Linked DNA regions of Mus musculus: region 2 is linked to region 1. A link is a contact called in public Hi-C data. All regions are on one chromosome and are shown on one strand. The core of a region is the stretch at or near the end of the contact, and the rest is flanking DNA. Distances in the headings are between cores, read along the strand shown.

Evidence for each region. Hi-C and Micro-C count contacts between places; a contact is called where the count stands out from the background.
Region 2: a Hi-C map of bone marrow-derived macrophages shows a contact between it and region 1, with 2.2 times the contacts expected there. The contact joins two enhancer-like sites. A contact is called at or near these places in 3 of 484 Hi-C or Micro-C datasets (B cells, bone marrow-derived macrophages and stem cell-derived neural stem cells), 1 of 115 datasets of contacts at active chromatin or transcription factors (astrocytes) and 1 of 9 other capture datasets (embryonic stem cells).

The regions. Positions count from the first base shown.
Region 1 is chr2:166,106,210-166,110,304 of GRCm38.p6, forward strand. The region is part of intron 3 of Sulf2 (sulfatase 2); the gene reads right to left. Among named protein-coding and RNA genes, the nearest start is that of Gm52534, 12 kb to the right of the region's middle. Within about 2 kb of position 2,317, at least 11 of the 459 cell types and tissues checked have an H3K27ac peak or open chromatin away from gene starts, as enhancers often do. A contact at or near this core is called in bone marrow-derived macrophages, where this site is marked.
Region 2 is chr2:166,825,068-166,829,162 of GRCm38.p6, forward strand. Arfgef2 (ADP-ribosylation factor guanine nucleotide-exchange factor 2 (brefeldin A-inhibited)) reads left to right here. Exons shown (of 39, transcript NM_001085495.2): 2 at 1,860-1,890; 3 at 2,475-2,598. Among named protein-coding and RNA genes, the nearest start is that of Arfgef2, 22 kb to the left of the region's middle. Within about 2 kb of position 1,969, at least 45 of the 459 cell types and tissues checked have an H3K27ac peak or open chromatin away from gene starts, as enhancers often do. A contact at or near this core is called in bone marrow-derived macrophages, where this site is marked.

The DNA.
Region 1 (4,095 bases), core at 1,067-3,566:
TCCACACAGCTCCCGACGGAGCCACATCCCCAGCCCCACCACCACTAGGTTTCAGTGGTGGATGCCTGTTTTCTGTCTCTGCCTGGCAGGTGTTCAAGTACTCATCTTTGTATAACTGGGACTGGGTAGGGAGTGGTAACTGACTCCCCAGGGAAGAGTGAGGATGGATCTGGAAAGTTCTCCACAGCAGGGGAGTGGGTGAAGTGTGTTTTATACAGAAGCAAGTACTAAGGTGCCAGGGCAGGGATGACCGTACCACAGAGAGGGTCAGTGGCCCGCGTATGAATGGAACAGAAGAGCCAGAGGCAGGAGAGACGTGAACAGGTGAGCCCGATAGAAGGAGCTGTGGGTTTATCTCAGGAACTCAGAACAGCCAGGGGAGGGTTTCAATCAGAGTGCAGCTTTTCAAGGCACCCCCTGTTGTCCTCTTTGGGGAGTAGGGGTGGTTGGCTAGTCACCAGGGGAAAGAAGGGCCAGGCAGCTCACAAGGACTGAGGGCTGAGCCCTTTCTAGGCTCCTTTTTCCTACCTGCTTGTTCCGAGTGGGACTGTTGCTATGGAGAGAGCTTGGGTTGCAGAGGACCCCAGGGCATCAGGCCAAGGCTGGGCAGTGGGTGCAGGGGACCTGGAGGGGGTTGCTTGAGTTTCTAACTGAATGCAGGCTTCAGCCTCCCCTGCCAGACTCAGGCAGCTGTAGCAAATGACAGAGTCCATTCATTTCCAGAAAACCTCGTTAGCTGGGAGGGAGGCTAGCTAGCATCAGGGAGAGGCTCTATGGCCTGTTGATTCACTATCAGGACAAACTGGCCTTGAACTCTCAAACCTGCCTCAGCTTTCCAATGCTTGGATTATAGGTGTGCACCCCCACACCTTTATGAAGTGATGTGGATTAAACCCATGGCTTCCTGTGTGCTGGGCGAGTGCTCTCCCGACTGAGCTATACTGTTGGCCCTTTCCTTTTAATGTGTGTATGTATGCCTGTGGTGTTTGTGTGTGGTATTATGTGTGTATGTGGTGTATTGTGCAGGCGTGGGGTAGTGTGTGTGTGTAGTGTAGTGTCTGTGTGTGGTGGTGTGTGTGTGTGTGGTATGGAGTATATGTGTATGTGTGTGCATTCCTGTGTGTGTGTGTGTGTGTGTGTGTGTGGTGAGTGTGTGTGGTGTGGGCTGTGTGTGTGTGTGCATCCCTTTGGTGTGTGTGTGTGTGTGTGTGTGTGTGTGTGTGTGTGAGCATTAGCATAGGCTAATGTCAGATATCTTTTTGGATTATTCTCCACCTTATATGCTGAGGTAGGGTCTCCCACATGAACCCCGACTTCACCAGTTCTACCAGCTTGTTCCAGGGATTTCATCTTCTTTGGAGACTGGGTTACAGATGGGCATTCGTACCCCGCCTTTTACCAGGATGCTGGGGATCGGGCCTGGTCCTTGTTGGCTTCCCCACTAAGCCATCTTCCCAGCCCTCTGCCCTCTCAACTGCAGACGTGCAGAAGGGTGGGGCAGAGGGGCAGACAATCCACAGCAGCCTTTACAGCAGGACTGGAGGATCCATCAACTATAGGAAATTCCCATTACCTCAGGGAGCGTGACATATCAGACCCCTCGGAGCTGCTCTCAGAGGTATCTCACCAATGGCCCTTTCCTATAATAATGAGTTTGCCGTATTTCCTCCCAAAAGGAATTCACAGTCGAAAAATAATTTCCTATGCCAGTCATCTCCCAAAGTTGAAAGAACATTAGAACAGCAATCTTCAAGAAAAATAAAAGCTGGGAGATTTATAACAAAGGGAGGCTTCAACCGGAAACGTCTCTGGCACATCCGTCAAGGAGACATGAGGTGGCAGTCAGGTGCCAGCAAGGAGACAGATTCCCTGGGAGGCTGCTGGTTCCCAGCGCAGGCTGGTGGGCGCTTGGTATTTGCAATTCAAATACTGGTTGCCCCTGCCATCAGGGACAGAATTTTCAGAAATAAGGAATCTCTTGGAAAAGTTTCACATTCAATTATAACAGCTTTCCTGTCAGATCTAATGCTAGGAAACTGAGCACATTTATAACTGCCAAAAACCTAAAACCAACCAACCACCACCCACAACAACAACAAAAAAAACCCCTTCCTTATTTATATAGAAAATAGACTCAGATTCAATACTCAGAACAATAAGCATAAAATAATCCCCCCACACACGAATGACTTGGAGGGTAGTGTAGAAGGCATGTGGACTGCAGAGCGTCCACCAAAGTCCCTTGCTTCATTCAGGATACAGCCAGCATCCTGTATCACTGTGTTCATGGATTTGGCCCATAGGGGGCGCTGTGCTTCCTTGAGAAAAAGGCTTGCAATTAAGTGGTCTGAAGCCTAAGAGGCCCTCCCTCCCATGAGTTGGTGTGAGTTAGCCTCCTGTTTGCAGAGTTAAAACCCAGTAGGCAGGCATGGAGCTGTGGTCCCAGCACTGGGGAGGTACTAGCAGGGGCATTGCAAGTTCAAGGGCCGCCTGGTTACCTAAGAAGACCTTGTTTCAAACATCAAACAAAACATGAGGTTTTGGGCACTGAAGCCTTTCTTCTGTCCCATGTCTACTGAAGTCAGGCCTGAGGGTGGCTCTGGAAGGGAGGACAGTGACAGGTGGGGGGTTGAACACATGAGCCATATCGTGACTCTCCAGATACCCACTCTGATCCTGGTACCTGCACAGTGTGTGACCTTATCTGAGCCCTAGCTTCTGTGATCAAGTTAAAAGAAGTTAAAAGAAGCTTACATCGATCGGGTCAGGGGGAACTGCAGGCCAGTGCTGTCAACGGGGAAATCTGGACACAGATGCCTGGATCTGAGAGCCACGAGGAGAGAGAGGCAGAGCCTGGGGAGCCTGGGATATGGAGAGCTGAGGAGGCTGGAACAGAAGTCCCCTGGGGACAGCCGATTTGGGATGTCAGAGGAGAAGCACCTCCTGCTTTAAGCTCCTGGGTTGTGGCTCTGGGTCTCTGCAGTTCTCGGGAACCTGTGTGTGGCTGAGCGAGGCTGAGGGACAGTCAGGGATCAGACGGACACCTGGACCTCCCCACCCCCATACCTCATCCTCAGGGGACTGAGGACACACACCTATGCTTACTCCACTTTTCCTTATTTGTGTGTGGCGTGTGCATGCATACATATGTATTCATGTATGTACATGTATGTAAGGATACTTGTACATGGGAGTGTGGAGGAATATCCAGTATCTTCCTCAATCATCCAGCCCCCCTCTCCAACAGTTGGTAACTTTTTAAAAATATATATTTATTTATCTGTGTGTGTGTATGTGTGTGTGTTTGTGGGGGTGCGTGGGTGCAGCATATGTGTGGAGACCAGAGGACAACTTGCAGGAGTTGGTTCTCTCTTTCTACTGGGTGGGTTCTGCAGCCCATCTCATCAGGCTTGGCGGCAAGCACCTTTACCTGCTGAGGCATCTTGCTTGCCTCTCTACCTTAGTGTTCAAGCCATCTCTTACTGAACCGGAAGCCCCCCAACTGGCTAGGCTGGCCGGCTAGTGATTCCCAAGGACTCTCTTGTCTCTGTCTCTCCAGGGCTCGTGAGAGGCAGTAGCTGCCATGCCTGGCCTTTTCTGTGGGTCCCGGGGAAGAAACTCCTCGTTTATTGATGGCTCTGCAGACAGAACGGTCTCCCAGCCCCCACGCTTCCTCTCCCTCCCAAGGACTTTCACTGCATGAATTTGTGGGACCTGGTCACACCGTCCTTGGGGTGATGCATATTATGGGCACTGGGCAACTTATCCACATCGTAACACTGCTGTAGAGAAGGGAAACTGAGCATCAGGGAAGCGTCCCAGCTCACAGTCACAAGTAATGTTAGAGCGAGGGCCTGGGTGACTCACTTATGTAAATCTTAAAAGCATTGAAAGGCTAGAGACTAAGGGCTTAAGGAGATTTGGGGACTTAAAAAAAGATTAATTTTATGTGCATCTGTGATCTATATGTATAGACGTGCACTGCATGGATGCTTGGTGCACATGGAGCCAGAGAGGGCCCTGGATTCTCTGGAACTGGAGTCACAGGGGATTATGAGCCACCCGGTGAGTGCTGAGACCCAAAGCCAGTCCCTT
Region 2 (4,095 bases), core at 719-3,218, 720 kb after region 1:
CAGAGACCACCAGCCTCTAGCATGGGCTTGGCCGTATCTGATGCATCTGACTGAGCCCTAAGAGTGCTGCTCCTGACCAGAAGAAAACCTTACACTTGAGTTGGCAGCAGGGTGCATCCGGTGTGTCACAGGAACTTGCAAAGCCATTGCGTTATGTCAGATGATGGAAGCTACATCCTGTAGGCCAGTCTTGTAGCCTTCTGTTGGAGGTGGATGAGTTATGTCCTTTAAGGACAGGGTCCATGTTGGCTGTTCCTTTCACAAGCTCGGGTGTCACAGGCCTCGTGGGCAGTTACCTGCTGCTTTGTTAGGCAGGCAGTAAGAATGTGTAGACCTTACCACCTCTAGCTGGCCCGGTTCCTTGACTTTCCAAGCAAATGGAACTAAGAACTTCTTGAAGTGTGTTTGGTTCTGTTAGGATGGCTATTGTCCTTACCCAGACTGCCTGCTCTTAAGAGTTTGTAGAAAGACTAGGTGTGTTCCTCCTTCTCTTCCTCTCTTCCTCTCTTCCTGCCTCCTTCCCTTCCTTCCTGCCCCTCTCCTCCCTTTCCTGCCTCCCTCCTTCACCTTTGATATTACCTGTGCCTTAGGGCCCAACATACTGCAGTACTAGGAATAGATTGGTGGGTTGGGTCAAGAGTATTTAGATAAGGTACTCTCTTGTTTCAATGGCCCTGACCTCAAAAGTGTTTAGGTCATTGAAAAATGTGGAAAAAATGAAGGGGCTGGAAAGATACCTCAGCAGCTTAGAGCTCTGAATGCTCTTCTAAAGGACCTGGGTTTGATTCTCAGCACCCACAGTGAGGCTCGGAGCTGTCTATAACTTCAGTTGCAGTGGAGTTTGGGCATCAAGCACACATGTGCACAGATATAGATACAGCCAAATGCCCATAAACATAAAAGAAAAAGAAAAAATTTGAAAAAACCAACAGGGGCCAGGGCAATGACTTAATAGGTGAAGGTGCTTGCTGTCAAGCCTGCCGACCTGAGTTCAATACCTGGGACCTGCAGGTAGAAGCAGGAACTGATGATGACAGCTGCTCTCTGGTCCTCACTGATGCCCCTTCCCCAGCTAACTAACGAAGTGTAATTAAAAAGAACCAAGCCTCTCCACTCCACTATTTAGTAACTTCCAACATTTGCCTAACTAGTTTCAGTATTTTCTTAAGCGGTCTCCAGTCTCCTGTGTATGGTTTTGCGTAGTTGATGGCTTGTGTTAACTATTTTTACATACACCTGGTACGAAGAGAAGGTAGAGCATAGACCACAGAGCCAAGACCTAGGTCCAGGTTCTTGCTCCCCCATTTCTTAATGAGTAGTGTGGAGAAATTCCCCTTTCTCATGATGCCTGTGTTTCCTCATTGAAATCTTTCTTCTCACTGAGAGTGTTTGCTCAGGGACCATTTGGTATTCAAGACTACAGGAGAGCATGCTGGTACCTCCCGGCAGCACTTTACAGGCTGAGGCAGGAGGATCTCGAGTTTCCAGTTAGCCTTGGCTACATAATGAGACCTTATCAAAAAGCACAACATAACACTGCAGGGGCAGGAAATGCTTCTATCATCTAGAGGCGCACAGGATGGCTGCAGCTTGTCAGTGGTGAGAGGGAACAGTAGTGTCCACCCACAGGGTCCCATGGGCATAAGTGAAGGCACCATGAACTTACATGCATGCTAGCACAGTGACTCCCATGGGCCACCAGCATTACTGCTGTGATAAGTTTTTGCTTCACGTTATATCAAAATCTGAGTGTTCCACAATCTTATAATATTCCTTTCAATGGTTTCTAGACACCTTGTAGCAAACAACTCTTCTGTAAGTGTTGCGTTCTCCTAATGTGCTTTTTCTTCTTCCACCAGATGAAATTAAAGCAGAACTAGAAAAGCAGAGGTAAGCAGCTGTGCTTCCTCCTTTTTGGGGGTGCAGCAGGTGGTGGCCATGGGAACCCCTTTCCATGTGTGCTTACGGTCATATTTAAAGGGGCAGCACATACTCTACTGGCACAGTGCTCACACAGCAGGGCTCCCGGGCTGGGCAGGTGCCTGGCTCAGTGCTACACATGTGCTTGAAGGGGTGGTTAAAGAAGGCCAAGTCGATGCCTTTATACCTTCTCTTGAGAAGGAGGCAGAAGCCTTGTCTTGTGGCAAGCTGTAGCTTGCTCTGGCAGTCCTAGCTCCTTATCTTAATGGGAGCCAGCAGTCACAGCTCAGAACCATGGCTCTAGCATGGATGCAGCAGATTCTGACCAGTGCCAGTGAGTCCACTCACAAGGCTCATGCTTTCTGCATATGACATCCTGGTGGTTTCTTCCTCAAGTTACATGCACTCAGCTTGTAACCACAGTTCCAGGAGAGCGAGCGCTTTTAGCACTTTTAACCAAGTGCTTACAGTCACCGTGGGAGCGTCCAGTAAGATGGAGAGAAGCAAGCTTTTTTCCCTCATTCTACCTCTTTCCCCTTTCCTGCTTTCCCTAGGCTTGGCGCTGCGGCTCCACCAAAGGCAAACTTCATTGAAGCTGACAAGTATTTCCTTCCATTCGAGCTGGCCTGCCAATCCAAGTCACCTCGGGTGGTCAGCACATCCCTGGACTGCTTGCAGGTACCACGTTTAAGCTCAGTGTGAGGGGTCCTTGGTGTGAGCACTCCATTACCCACAGCAGTGCTGCTCTGGCACTGAGAATGCCCCAGGAGGTGGTGCAGGAGCAGCCCACAGCTTCCCGTGTGATGATGTCCTGGTGGCCAGGGGCCTGTGCTCCTTAGCTACAGTCACATTTCCCCAGTGGGGAAACTGTAGTCAGTTGTAGGTTGACTGTGTTTGATATATGTGATACATGACATGACATGCTCCCAGCCTCATCGTTGATGGTGTTAATGTGTTCTCTCAGGTGTAGAAACAGGTACAGCCACATCTGATTATTTGTGGCAGTTCTGATCTACAGTCACTATGAACGTGAACTAACCAGCCCCAGGAAGTGCGGGCTTGGGTTCCCAGTTCTCCATTTTGGACTAGCTGATCAGTGTATAAGTTCATTCTCTGTGCGTTTCTGTTTAGAGACACCTTAATAAGCACCATTGGCTCATCAACATTGAGTTTACAGCCAGCAGCTTTAATAACGTGCAAGTTTATTTAATACCTGCAGTTTCTTGTAAGGCAGTCCCGGCCTCCTTGCTCCTTAGCTCTAGGAAGCACCCTCTCACACACTAGGGAGGTGTTTTAAAGAGCATAGAGGATAAAACTGTGGAAGTCACACAGCAAAAACATCACAGAAAAAGAACACTTGAATGTGGAAGAAAATCTGAAAGAGAGCTGTGTCTCCTCGTCCAGCTCAGCTGTGATTCAGGGTCTCACTGTTCTGTGCATTTCTACAAGTAACCGCAGTTCTGACTGGGGCGTTCAAATGCTTCTGAGCGAGCGGGCGAGTGGGTGTGCAAGTGAGTGAGCGAGCGAGTGAGTGAGAACACTCGAGGCCAACAGTCTGCAAACGATGCGGCTTGGCTGTGGTTGGAGCTTCCTCACTAAAGCTCTCTAAGTGCTGAAGGCCTAGGAGTAGAGATGGGAGCCTGTGCTACAGTTGTAAGACACAGGGCAGCCCAGGAGCCTTAGTTCCCAAGCCGTCATTTTTTTCCTCTAGACAGCTCCAAGTTTCTTTACCTTAGCGCCGTCCCATCCGTCAGTGGAAGAAGTTTTGGATGTTATTGAAGTTACCAGCAACTCCTGGAACAGGAACAGGGAGCAGATGACTCTGTTAGGGTTGCTTAGAGAGTTGTGAAACAAGGTCCTCGAAGCCTCCTGCAGATTTGCATTTCTTTTTATTTTTTTTAAAGATTTATTTATTTTATGTATATGAGTACACTGTAGCTTGTCTTCAGGCACACATCGGATACTATTACAGATGGTTGTGAGCCACCATGTGGTTGCTGGGAATTGAACTCAGGACCCCTGGAAGAACAGTCAGTGCTCTTAACCACTGAGCCTGTTGTCATCTATTGGTTCTATGTGCCACACCATAGAACTGCAAAGTGGCATCCTGGGTCTAATCGTTACTCCATTATCTTCTTTTTTTCAACACAATTTAGAGTTGGTGACAGTTTTTTT